Regions from separate parts of the Mus musculus genome. Here region 2 is linked to region 1. Evidence: chromatin contacts called from public Micro-C data. All regions are on one chromosome and are shown on one strand. Each heading gives the region's core, a stretch centred on a gene start, on an enhancer-like site or on the middle of the called end of the contact. The rest is flanking DNA. Distances are from core to core; before and after follow the strand shown.

The links. Hi-C and Micro-C count contacts between places; a contact is called where the count stands out from the background.
Region 2: a contact with region 1 is called in a Micro-C map of muscle stem cells, with 5 times the contacts expected there. The contact joins two enhancer-like sites. A contact is called at or near these places in 1 of 15 datasets of contacts at CTCF or cohesin (large pre-B cells) and 6 of 484 Hi-C or Micro-C datasets (the AML12 cell line, adipose-derived mesenchymal stem cells, cortical neurons and 3 more).

What each region holds. Positions count from the first base shown.
Region 1 is chr13:32,425,245-32,432,121 of GRCm38.p6, forward strand. No RefSeq gene overlaps it. Among named protein-coding and RNA genes, the nearest start is that of Gm40876, 37 kb to the right of the region's middle. Within about 2 kb of position 3,422, at least 55 of the 459 cell types and tissues checked have an H3K27ac peak or open chromatin away from gene starts, as enhancers often do. A contact at or near this core is called in adipose-derived mesenchymal stem cells and muscle stem cells, where this site is marked.
Region 2 is chr13:32,719,270-32,725,410 of GRCm38.p6, forward strand. It overlaps Mylk4 (myosin light chain kinase family, member 4), which reads right to left. Exons shown (of 15, transcript NM_001368880.1): 6 at 5,510-5,615; 7 at 2,874-2,967; 8 at 2,689-2,798; 9 at 1,191-1,332. Among named protein-coding and RNA genes, the nearest start is that of Mylk4, 62 kb to the right of the region's middle. Within about 2 kb of position 2,617, at least 36 of the 459 cell types and tissues checked have an H3K27ac peak or open chromatin away from gene starts, as enhancers often do. A contact at or near this core is called in adipose-derived mesenchymal stem cells and muscle stem cells, where this site is marked.

The DNA of each region.
Region 1 (6,877 bases), core at 2,172-4,671:
GACACCAGAGAGCATCCTTACAGGGAACCTCGGGCCTTCTCAGAAAGGGACCATATTCAGAAAGTGTGATGGTTAACTTTCATTGTTAATTTGACTGAAAATCACCTAGAAAATAGTTAGACACACCCTTGACTGTGTCTAGGAGGGTGTTTTTAGAAGGGATTTACAGAGCAGGAGAGACACGCCCTGTCTGTGGGTGGCATTATCCAATGGGCTGGAGGCCCAGATAGGATGGAAGAGGGAAAGGAGAAAGCTGCCAGAGAACCAGTACTCTCTCTGCTTCTTGATCCACGAAGACGAGAGCAAGAGCCCCACGCCTCTGCCTCTGTGGCTTCCCGGCCACGACTAACTGTGCCCCTCAGAATGTCAGCCAGAATAATTCCTGTTTCAAGTTGCTCATTGAATCTGAGTTGTGACTGTTAGCATGAGGGTGGGAGGGATTTCCAGGCAAGGTCCAGTGTTCAAGCACATTACCAAAACCTCTGGTGATGAGAAAAAAAGGAAAGACTACAGATATTTTGGCCATAAACATGTGAGTGACCTGCAAACTTCATTTCAGCCTTGGGTTCAGGTTGAATTGTCTGGATTATCATCTCTCCATTGTCCTTGCTTGTGGTACAGTGACACTCAATTCTATGACACCTTTTCGGTGAGGATAGGAAGAAGTCATTTTCCCATCCAGTTTGTTCCCACACAATCTCAAAAAGTAACAGAGTAGACAAGGCAGTCGGCAGCAACCAAACATTCTTTGGCTGAAAGTGTGTGATAGATTGGCCTATTTCACCTTACCCCCAAAGAAGGAGCCTTTGCTCTCATTTCTGGGCAAAGCAAACTCATACACATGGATTCCACAGGAGTTTCAAACCACCTAACGTCAGATTCCAGAATGTCCCCTAATGATGCTTCCTCTCTTTTATGCGTCAATCCCAGTTAGACGCGGATGGCCTCAGATAGACGTGGAAAAGAGTATGCTATTCTGAAGAGGGTTTATTTTCAAGGCAATGCATTATGAATAAGTCCCTCTTGGGCAAACATTGGTTAGCAGCCTTGGGCATCTTTGCTCAAGACAAACCAAGAAGCCTCTTTCCCAGAATTGGCACAAGGATGTGTTGGGAGTAGGTGTTTGCAAACGGGTCCACTTCGAATTCGCTCATTAGTCAGTGTTAAACGCCTTCCTACAAAAAGACAATCCTGAGCCAGCTGGCATTTAGCCCCTCGGTATTCTCATTCTGGATAGGTTCTGGGGAAGCTGGGTGCAGAAGACACAATTCTGTTTCAAGTCAGTTCTCAGTAACACACGAGGCCCCAGACAGGTCACTTCATGAACTGGGGCCTGAGGTGTTTGCAGCAGACAATCACTAAGATCCTGGTACTTGAAGCAATTTGTGAATGAGTCTTTTGAACAAGTTCACAACCCTTAGACAAATGGAACACAGGTTAGAAGTTTATTTAGTGCGGCTTTTTATGGGAAAAGCAGCTGAACTGCTAAAGTCTCCCAGTTGCCTGCTACTGTTATTTACACCATCGGGCTGTTTGGCAATAATAATCACTTGATTTGGCTCATCCCAAGGAAAATAGGTTATGGGGGGGGGTTAAATAGGTTAGAGGAAGGTTTGGGTGCAGGTCTGGAGGACTGCATCTGGTGATTGTGTTTCTGCCTCCTCCACATGCGTATCTGAGAGACCACTGTTCCAGAACACCTGGCGCTTCCTTCCATGAATATCATGTTATTCTCATTAAGCCTAAGAACATGCAACAATTATGCAGAAGTGTGCATGTGGGGAACATTCAACACGCCCCACGAGGGAATAGGTATACAAAGCTGGCTTTGAACTTGAAAACCTGAGCCAGCCAGCATGTCACAGGTGAGAACGTGTGAGTGAGGGGGCGGTGACAGTTCTGGAACCGTTCATTCACGTATCCTGAGGTACACTCGGGCAATTGTTCTCTGTTTCCGGGAGGGTGGAGGGTGTGGGTCCTTGGCAGCACGTGCCAGATGCATAATGGCAGCCAAGAAATGCCTGCTTAGCCCTCTCCTCGCCCCTGTCTCCTGCCTCATCGCTGCTTCCCTTTCTACCTGATATCCCTCCTTTCCTTGAGGGGTTCCCCTTACATCATGGCGACAAAAGTACCTGTCAGGAAAGACGTCAGGTAGGGAGGTTTGACGTCAGCGTATTCAGCCCATCATGGTGGGGAGAACATAGTGGAGTTCAGGGTTTGGGAACAGCAGGCATGGGAGCATGGAACTGCATCTATTCACATTATGGGGGAAAGAGAGCGGCTGGAGTCTGGCTAAGTTATAAACTTTTAAAGTCTCACACATAAGCCCAGCTTCCAAAAGGCCCCACTCTCCCAAAACAACACCTCTTTCTAGAAAAAGATGAACAGAAGCTCAGAGAGGACATTGCAGATCCAAACCCTAACACTCGCCTCCTTTTCTGAACATTTTCTCCTGGGTCCTTAGGTGATGAACATGAACAAGATGGAAAGAAGTAGTAGAAACATGAATGTTACAGTCACAGTCATGGAAAGCTCAGGCACCATAGTTGGCAACATCCAGTTGACATATGTACATTATTGTCCTTCAGATATGGGCCATTAGCTGGGTGGCTGGCCTTCTCTTAGGTGTGTATAAGTGTAACATTTTGACTCAGACAGTGATTGTAGAAGGAAATAGAAGGATTTGCTGGTTGGGGATAGCAATCCTTCCTATCTAGCTAGGATCTTGGACACACACACACACACACACACACACACACACACACACACAGCTCTTCATTCTCACTATAAGCCAAGCAATACACTCTGAAAACAGATAAACTCAACTCATATACAACCAATATACATACATGTCATGCCACATATACCCAACACTCCTATCCCTCAGCACACACATCCAGCCACATGCATCACAAGCCACAATATAATACCCCAAATACCCAATCCATACATACAACACACACACACACACACACACACACACACACACATACACACACACACACGGGGACAGCCAGGTTTCAGGCCCTGGAGACCTTTGCACTGACAAGAAGAATGCCTGAAATCTTTTGTGTAATTCATATGCCTCATGATCCTAAAATAAAGAAAATGGAAATCTAAACCACCCCTTACATTCAGCAATAGCTGCTGGCCACCGGACTGCTAGACACAGGCTTTAGAGTTTACAACTGTCAAACAAGGAGGGTTTCTTCATGCAACCTCTGAATGGAGAAGGTCTTTCACCACCAAATAGTCTTCTGGTCCAACCAGTAAAGAAGTGAGAAGCCATTGTGAGAATACCGACCTTTTTGACAAAGGCCAAAAACTAGTTCACGGAAATCTTTCCCCACCCCAAGGGCCAGTGTGTGTAAAGAGTTTCCATGGCAACAGTATTTTATGAGCATGACTCACTTTTCTGTTTTTCAGAGAGCCCTTCACTCTGCCCATCTCTTTTAGTACATTTCCATTTGGTGTGGTTTGGCCTGTAGCAGGATGCAGCAGTGAACTGCTTGAAGCCAGACTCCCCAACCTTGGCGTACCTGAAGACCACATGTATGGCTGTAATTGTAAACAGCTGCCCACCCACCCACAGAACAGTGTGCAAGGCCATTTTTAAAAACAGTAAAAATAGCATGCCCCAGGGGCAGCCAGTTCATTTGTTAATTCAAAAAATATTTGCCACCAAGAAGAGTTGTTCTGAACACATACCCTAGTCAGTGTTTCAAAGAAGCCTCAAATGGTTAACCTTAGCAATTAGCAACAACAACAACAACAACAACAACAACAACAACAACCCAGTGACCATATGCATATTTATTGAGCACTTACTCTGGGCCTGGTACTGATCTGAGTACTTTGAGTGCACTGACTAGGTGAATCTTCTCCTGCCTCCAGGTCACTCTGTCACATGGAGAAGACGGATGCTGGCACAGGGCTTTCCAAGGTGTCAGGAAGGCTTTGCTTGGTCAAGAGAGCTTCTCATTGTGTTTCACAATTTACATATGGATAACTTTCAGTCTTGGGGAAATGAGACCAGAAATTCTCTCTGTCTTTCTGTCTGTCTGTTTCTGTCTGTCTGTCTGTCTGTCTGTCTGTCTGTCTGTCTGTCTTTAACTACCAACCCCCTTGTTTGGTCTTGTGACAGTGTTATCCTATATACTCCAGGCTGCTATCAAACTCCAGAGCTCAAGTGAATGCCCTGCCTCAGCCTGATAAGCAGCTGGAAGTATAAGTACCTGGCTATTCTCTTTTTTAACAAACACATAATAAGCACGTATGTTTCTAAAGTACAATGTGTGTTCTACTACACATCTGTGGTGTAATGAAAAGGACAAAATCATCAATTCTGAACGAAGGTCTGAATTTGTTACCCTTTTTTTGTTGTTGTTGTTGTTGTTGCTCTGCCAAATACCTGGTAAGAAACAACTTAAGGGAGAAATGTATTCTGGTTCAGGGTTTAAAAGGACACACAGTCAGTTCACCATGGTAGGGAAGGCCTGTCTGTGACAGTAGGAACATGAGCTTGAATCAGTAAGCAAGAATTTAGGCCAGAGGCAGAGCTGGCTTACAACCCCCAAGTATAACCCTAACAGATGTATTTATGCCACACAGGCCCAGAAGCAAAAGGGTCTGCAATGTCCCAAAACCAGCACCATCAACTAACTAATCATGAAGTACTCAAACACAGGAGCCTGCGGGTAACATTTCACGTCTAAACCATAAAACAACTACTAAACAGGTAAGTTACTGTCTTGTTTTGTGTTTCATTGCTGTGAAGAGACAATATGACCATAGGCAACTTTTATAAAGGAAAATATTTAATTGAGAGTGGCTTACAGTTTCAGAGGTTTAGTCCATTATCACCATGGCAGGAAGCATGGCAGTATGCGGGCAGACATGGTGCTGGGGAAGGAGGTAAGAGTTCTATATCTTGATCCACAGGCAACAGAAGGAATCCATGTGCCACACTGTGCAGAGCTTGAGCAGAGGAGACCTTAAAGCTCACCCCCACAGTGACATACTTCCTCCAACACAGTCACACCTACTCCAACAAGGCCACACCTCCTAATAGTGCCACTCCATATGGGCCAAGCATTCAAATACAGGAGTCTATGGGGCCATACCTATTCTAACCATCATAGTTACTATGGGTCTTTTCAAGGTTGTTACTCTGTATTAAAATAGATCAATTTAGGTAGCACTTCTCAAGCTGGACCTCAGATCTATTTTTTCCACTACTGATCTTAATAATCTGATACTACAGCTGTCCCTGCGTAATGTTCTTATGGAGAAGATATTGTTCTTAACAGGTCTGCACCAACCGATTCCCTTAACACTTTTCTGGATGGTCGTATGAAATGAGGTATCTAAGCAACATTGTCCACTATTTTTGCAATGTATATTGCACCTACTCTATGTTAGACTTGGAGAAGGCATGGTTAAGAGAAGCTAGTGAACTTGTCGAGGTGATTAAAGATGGGCAGAGTCATGACAAAGGACTCTGTCAGGGCCTTCCTGAATTCTAGTGGATTTTTATAGATACATGCAAACCAACTAACAGTTTTCTAAACCATAAATCTTTGTCAGCCCTTGAGGCTGGCTGCTACCGTGATACAGGGAAGAAGAGGAGATATAAGCGATCTGTGTTGAATGCGCTTCTGCAGAAATTATCGGACTCATTACACATTGGCAATGATTATGATGAATAAAAACAAATAAACAATAAACATGCAATTTTATTAAATTTCTCCAGTCAATCTCTGTAGTAGGAGTAGTTTTTAATCTTGGTTTTCAACGTGACTACTAGATAGACTTAGAAGGCAAGCATCTCAGCATGGTCTGTGGGATTTTCTTGGTTGGATTATTTGAGGCAGGGAGACCCATCTAAAATCTGGGCCATACCTGCTTGTGGAAGCCCATATAAAAGGACTTGCAAGAAGGAAGCTTTTGCTTCTTGCCTGCTGTCCCTCACTAGCACTGGCAAATTCATCTCTGACATTGCTGGGACATTCCTTTGCTGGGATTAGAACTTATTCTTTCAAGGTTCCAATCAGTAGCTCTCTAGGAATCCCCAGAGAATCTACCCCCAAACTGGGATTGCTGAGCCATGCAATCTCTTGGACTGGTCAACTACTGGATTCTTGGCTTTCCTGTTTGGCAACAACCATTATTAGACTACCAGGGCTATAGTTTGTAAGACACGCTGATTCAGTGGTTCTCAACCTGTGGGTCATAACCCCCTTGGATATCAGGTATCCTATATATCAGATATTTCCATTATGATTCATAACAGCAGCAAAATTAGAGTTATGAAATAGCAATGAAATAATTTTATGGTTGGGGGTCACTACAACAGGAGGAACTGTTTTCAAGGGTTGCAGAATTAGGGAGGCTGAGAAACCAGTGCTCTAATAAATCGTGTATGTGTGTTTGTTCATTCAATCAGTTCTGTTTCTTTAGAGAACCCCAGCTGATACACTAATACAGATGATAAAGCTACTTCAGTAACCTTCTCAAAGTTATTTATGTTAAGAATTCTCAGAATACAGCCTGGAAGAGGTGCACAGGAACTCCATTTGTTCACTCTGCTGGCCTGTGTGTGAGAGTCCTAGCATCCCCCATGCTAACACTGCCTTTTTTAGTCCAGTGTTCATCTGCATATGCCAATTGGGTGAAAGGTTTTATGGTCAGACCTTGGCTGTCCCTTTTTATTGACTTTGGTTTAACTGGATCCTTCACTTCAGTGTTAGAATTTAATATAACTCTCAGCTCCACCTACACATTTGGGAGTGGTTTTCAGAAACAAACAAACAAACAACAGAATAGCCTACAGGGCAGCAAGATGTCATGGTGACTTAAATATTCACTTCACAAAACA
Region 2 (6,141 bases), core at 1,367-3,866, 290 kb after region 1:
GAATATTCATCCTGGCCAAGGACTTTGCTAATGATTTTTAACCTCTGACTTTGTCATTTTATGTACCACTTCCCCCACTTCCTCCTCCTGTGTAACAGTGAATGGGAAAGGCAAGGCACATAAATCAAGACAGTGAGAGAAGCCAAGTTCTCGGAAGAGAGGCCCATGGAAACCTATTTAAGGGGGCCAGATTTACTCAGCTGTACCATCCCTGGAGACTTACAATACACGGTATGTTGCATGGAATAAAAATTTATCTCACTGTCATGCTGTGCAAACAGGAAAATGAGAAAATGATCAAGCCACACAAGAAGATGCACTTTATGATAGTAATTCTAACAGACGGGATCAGGGTTATTAGGGCTTAGTCTCTTGTTGGCTTATCTAGAGCTGTTTACAATCCAGTTCTGGAGACTTCATAATGAGAAAGAGATAAAGAGTGGGAAGGAAGTGGACTGGCTTCCCTCATGCTTTCTGACTTGTGAACACTACCCTCTCTGCTTTTGGCATTGAAGCCCCACCTTCTACAGGCCTGCATTTCATTCTCCATGGCTTCTACTCAGAGGAAAGTAAGTCCCAAGCCAGAGTTTCCTGGAAGAATCCAAGAGGCTACTGGGGATTTTTAAGATCTGGAAAGGGCAGATGCAACTTGGGAATTGAAGACTAAAATTCTCCCACCATGGACTCTGATAGTAAGGAGTAAGGAATATTGTGCGAATAGAGCTGGTTTTAATTCTATACTTTTAGGGAAATGGCCTCCTGTGTTGATTTAATGTAGGTAATTATAAGAATCTCAACGAAAATCTCCAAGGACAGACATGCAAATAACAGCCCCTGAAGGTGGTGACAGAAGTTGAGAATGAGATAAAAACCCAAATGAGTGGTGTGACATGAGTCTGTCCCAGCATCTGGGGAAGCTGAATTGAGAAGATAGCTTGAGCCCAGAAGGTCATGATGAGGCTAGGTGAAGAAGCAAGACAGCTCAGAGGGAAAGAGAGAGAGAGAGAGAGAGAGAGAGAGAGAGAGAGAGAGAGAGAGAGAGACCCAGGTTGTTCCTGATTTCTGAAAACATGACCAGAAACAATACAACTTTTCAAAGCTGGTACATCATATTTCACAGGTCCCCCCCAACAGTGTGACAGAGGAGCTAACAAGGCTTTGCATTTCACAGGGTGAAAACCATGTTCTACCTTGAGATCCAAGTGGAGGATGTACATCTGGTGCATGTACCGTATCCCCTCACAGATCTGCTTCATGAACAGGATGGTGTCCAGCTCTGTCAAGTTGCAGTTTTCATCAATGATGCGGTCAAAGAGCTCCCCACCCTCCACACTGCAGAGGGAAGAGGTGAAACTCAGGTTTGACTTTGTAAACTCCACATGCTTTTCTTGTGCTCAATTGCTGCCCAAGTTCCTATTGCCCTTTCATAGGTGTGTGTGTGTGTGTGTGTGTGTGTGTGTGTGTGTGTATGTGTGTGTGTGTGTGTGTGTGTGTGTGTGTGTATGTGTGTGTGTGTGTGTGTGTGTGTATGTGTGTGTGTGCGTGCCCATGCACACGTGCACAGTTATTTCCTTCCTTTCTTTGCCATATGGGTTACATGAGTCTTGTGTTGGATACTTTGAGTACACCTTCTGCACATATGATCTTCAATGTCACATAACTAAAGTCTCAAAGTCCCTGTCACTGGTGGCTGCAGCTCTAGGGGAATCCAAGTCTATCACATAGCAGATACTGGGGATGAAGAGGACTCAAGGACTCTGAGGCGGGATTCCAGCTTTAACAGAAGGTGAGACACAGCCTTCGCCGTTTGAGTTCTTAGATTAAGTGTAATGGCAAAATGCTTTTATGTAGCAGACGCTGGATGCTTACATGTTCCAAATGCCTTCTATACCATGGCCAATAAACCTAAAACCTGAAATAAAAATGAACTGAGTTTTCATGTCTGTTCAGAATTAGAACTGCTTGCATCTTGGGGTGGGTGTGCTGGTGGTCACCGGTAGGACTTGGATGGAAACCAGGGCATCACATACACTAGGCAGGCAGTCTACCTCCCACCTGAGCTGATTGAATCTTTACAAAAGTGGTTCTGAAATGAAGCCGCTTAGCCTAGGATCAGGGGCTGGGCATGCGCTTTACGCTCATGAATGATTAACCACCTCATGCAGAGCGTCCTTTTGCTGGGGTTTAGCTACTCATTGTTACCTGGGATCAGTGTAGCACAAGATATTCTGAAACAGAGACTGCATTCACACAACGTATAGTGTCATAGTTGATTCATTTTACGATGAGCTGCTAGCTTATAAGCTACTATTTACCATGGTTATTTAAGTACTTATAGGCTCAGGAACACTCCCAATCTCAGGCATCCACTAAAGGCTTTAGAACATGCTCTTGAGAATAAGGGAAATAACTGTTGAGGGACACAAAGCTCACAAACCACTTTCCTCTAGACCGCCCAGGATGAAGTCCAGCCTTGGTTTGTGACACAGTTTAGATATAGGCCACATCTATTTTGTCCTGCTGTGTCTCATCAGTGAGTCACAATGGAAGACTGCACTTAACAGCAATTTCCTTTCTGACCCTGGCAAGATCCCATGTCTCTGGCAACTCAGATCCCATGGTTCTGGCTGAGTCATCAGTGCTGTGCAGAAGCTGTGTGAAGGTGGATGGGTAGGAGAGGACACCTACTACTCCATGACAAGGATGATGTCATGCTTGGACTCAAAGGCATCATAGAGCTGAATGAGGTTCACGTGGTCCAGCTGGTTCATGACGCTGATCTCGTTCTTCACATCCTCCTGAGGAAAAGGGAACAGTCAATTAGTGTGGTGAAGACTGGTCCAAATTAGAGACTCAACTCCCACTGCCCTTACCTTGTCCTTTGCACCTCTAGTCTTAATGATTTTAGCAGCCAGCTTCAGGCCTGTTGCTTTCTCTTCACACTTATGTACCTGACCAAAACGCCCCCTGCCAAAGAAGAGACAGTTTAGTTGGACACAGTAGTCTGCAGGGCCCTGTATCAGCCCCTGCCAGGTGGGACAGTATGAGTTGCCTAGGCATTTGTCTCGTGAGTGAGCAAACCTACAAGTACATCTAGTGTATCTAGAATAGCATTGGCCAAGGTGAGTTCTATGGGTTGCCTACGTCCCCCTCATAAATGGAACATTAAGAATACTGTTCCAGGGCCCTGCATTTGTCCTATTCATGCATGAAGGCATAGCCCCAGAGTTCATTCAGCTGATTCCTAGGCATACTAAAATTTGAAAACTACTAGTACAGATAATTAAAAACTTTCTGAATACATATAAATGTAGAAAATGGAATTTGTAAGCATATGAACAATACAACTTATGGGTCAGGGATAAAATTCAGGGATTAAAATCATTCTAGAAACTGCATTTAAATAAAATAACAATTTGCACATAGAATCATAAAAATCAAAAGTACATATTGTAGCCAATGAGTCCCCAGTGAAGACTTTTATGTTAGCTTAGATATCAACTTAATACTTTATAAGATAGCTGCTTCTATGGACATGGTTTAACTGTGTTCCCAGCGGTTCAAGTGGTAGAAACTGAGTCCTCAGAGCAGAGGTGCTGATAGTTGCATTGAGTCTTTAAGAGCTAGGACCTATTGGTAAGTAATTGTGTCACTAGAGCTTTGGGGAGTGAACTGATATAGTTCTTATTGTGCCCTAGTTAGTTGTCAAGAAAGAGTAATTACAAAGCAAACTCCAATTGTTCTATGGCTTCCTGTTCTATATGATTCGTTCTCTCTCTCTCTCTTCTCTCTCTTCTCTCTCTCTCTCTCTCTCTCTCTCTCTCTCTCTCTCTCTCTCTCTCTCTCTCTCTCTCTCTCTTTCTCTCATCTACTATGATGTGATGCAGCAAAAGGGCTCTTCACCATAGCCAAGTGATGCTGGTAACACACTACTAATTCTTCAGAATTGTAGACTGACTAACTTATCTTTGTGTCATCACAAAGTACCCAGCATTTCATTATAATAGAAAACAGATTACTATAGCATCTCACTTATGTAACTGTATTCAGAAGTACATACACAAGGGAAACTTGGCTTGCTTCCCTTAATGCTTATTTAATAAAGCAAGGTAGGACATAGGTCTCTGCTCTGCGCACAGTGGCTTTCATGGCAGAAAGGGAAAGGGAATCTTTCATAACAACATAGAGAACCAGAAAAAAAAGCATATTTCTGTCACCTGCCGAGATGAGTGTGATCATGCTTGACATGTACAGGAATAGTAGCACCCAAAATTACTCTGTACTACTATGAGTGCACATAAGTGACTGCTTAGATTCCAACACTCACTATAGTGGCCCTCTGTGCTGGCACATGTGAATACAGGCACATGTACTTCCCATGTAATCATAAATAAGAGAATGTCTTTTTTTTTCATTAGCACTAATCCTAGAAGTGCCTGGTCAGCAGTGATGTTCCTTCACTGTCTGACTCCAGTTATCTCTCCATGCTAAGGCTCTCACATGACTTATTCTAGAAGGACCTTGATACTGAGACCACCACATAAGGTCCATGCTGGAACACCAGACTCATGCTAGCTGAACACAGACTTGAGGTATACACAAGTTAGCCTAAGGGAAGGAAGGTTTCCTAAGGGAAGGAAGGTTTGTTTTGACTCCTGGGTTCAGAGGGTTCAGCCTATGCCCACCCAGCCCTGGTGCTTTGGGCCTGCAGTAGCATGGCACATCATAGCAGCAGAAGAGCTGCACACTTCATGGCAGCAAGGAAGCAAAGGGTAGAAAAGGATGAGAGTCGTTTCCACTTCTCCCTTCCAGGACTGGTTGCCTAATTTCATTCAGATACACCTCACTTCCTAAAGGTGCTGCCATCATCTAATAATGCCATGGAGTAGCCTATAGTCTCTTATACACATTGGTTGAGATTCTTTTTTAACCCAAATGACAACATTGACATATAAGTATCCTAACACCCAAGAAAAGAAGATGAACCAAAGAAAACTGTTGAGAATCCGGTGGTATTTGGCCTGTTTCAATGTCTCCTCTAAGTAAAAGATAAGCTACTGCATAATGAACACTTTACTACCAACATGTCTACTACTAACTAGTATCCTGTACTTGGTGCTAAAACAAAAGCTAAAACAACAGGAATGAAAAACCAGCAGAAATATGAACTCCATGGCACTGCAAAGGCATGGATCTGATGCATTTCACCTCCTAGGTGCTAACCCTGGCTTTAGACAGTTCCTGGACCTTTTGGCGAGTCACACTGGGTTTTTCCTACTCTCAGACTTTATGACATGGCAAATAAAGCCAATGTTAAACCAGAAGTATATGCCAACCTTATGGGACTGGTGATATTTTTCAAAAATGGTTAAAACCTCTTGAAATGTTTGTTCTTAGTGTTTTCAGTTCTCAAGTCAAGACCAGCAAACATTTCTTCATCTTGGGCTCGGCCTCGGGAAGGCTCCCTGATTTTACTGAGGGGTGGCTGTTCAAGCAGAGCTTCACTCACCCTCCTAGGATCTCAGATTTGCTCACGGTGTACAGATTGTCCACTGAAGCATGTTTGGCCATTACCATCCGATGATCAAATGGAGCGGCAGGAGCAGGGATGTCATCTGTAAGATGACAAGAGAGGGGCTGTCCATCAAGAAGTCTACCCCTCCTTTCTGCACCAAGTAACATGTCTAAGAGTAAAAATCTGCTCATGTAAAACTGAAATACAAATCAGTCACCTGTCTTATTCCTAATGACACTAGATATAAATTTCCACTTCTGGTATGAATGGACTTTAACTCAAGAATATGTTATCTGGTGTCTTTGAAAAGAAATGTCATTCACAAACTCTTTGGGGTCACATTTAGACAATGCAAAACAGCGAGAAATCTGAAGTTCCAAGGCAGTCATATTTCTGGGGCTGGAGCTGATGTTCAATGAAATACTCTCTTAGCATGGACGAGATTCTTGGTCTGATCTCCAGCAACTCAACTTTTTTTTTCTTGTATGCTTCCAAGCCCGGGACCATTTTTCATTTGACCATGAGAAATTAATTGAGCCATCTTTTTGGAAAATGACCCTGTATAATTCATATTTTAATTAAAGCATAGAGGAAAGGGGAGAAACATGAATTATTTCCTTATGTCA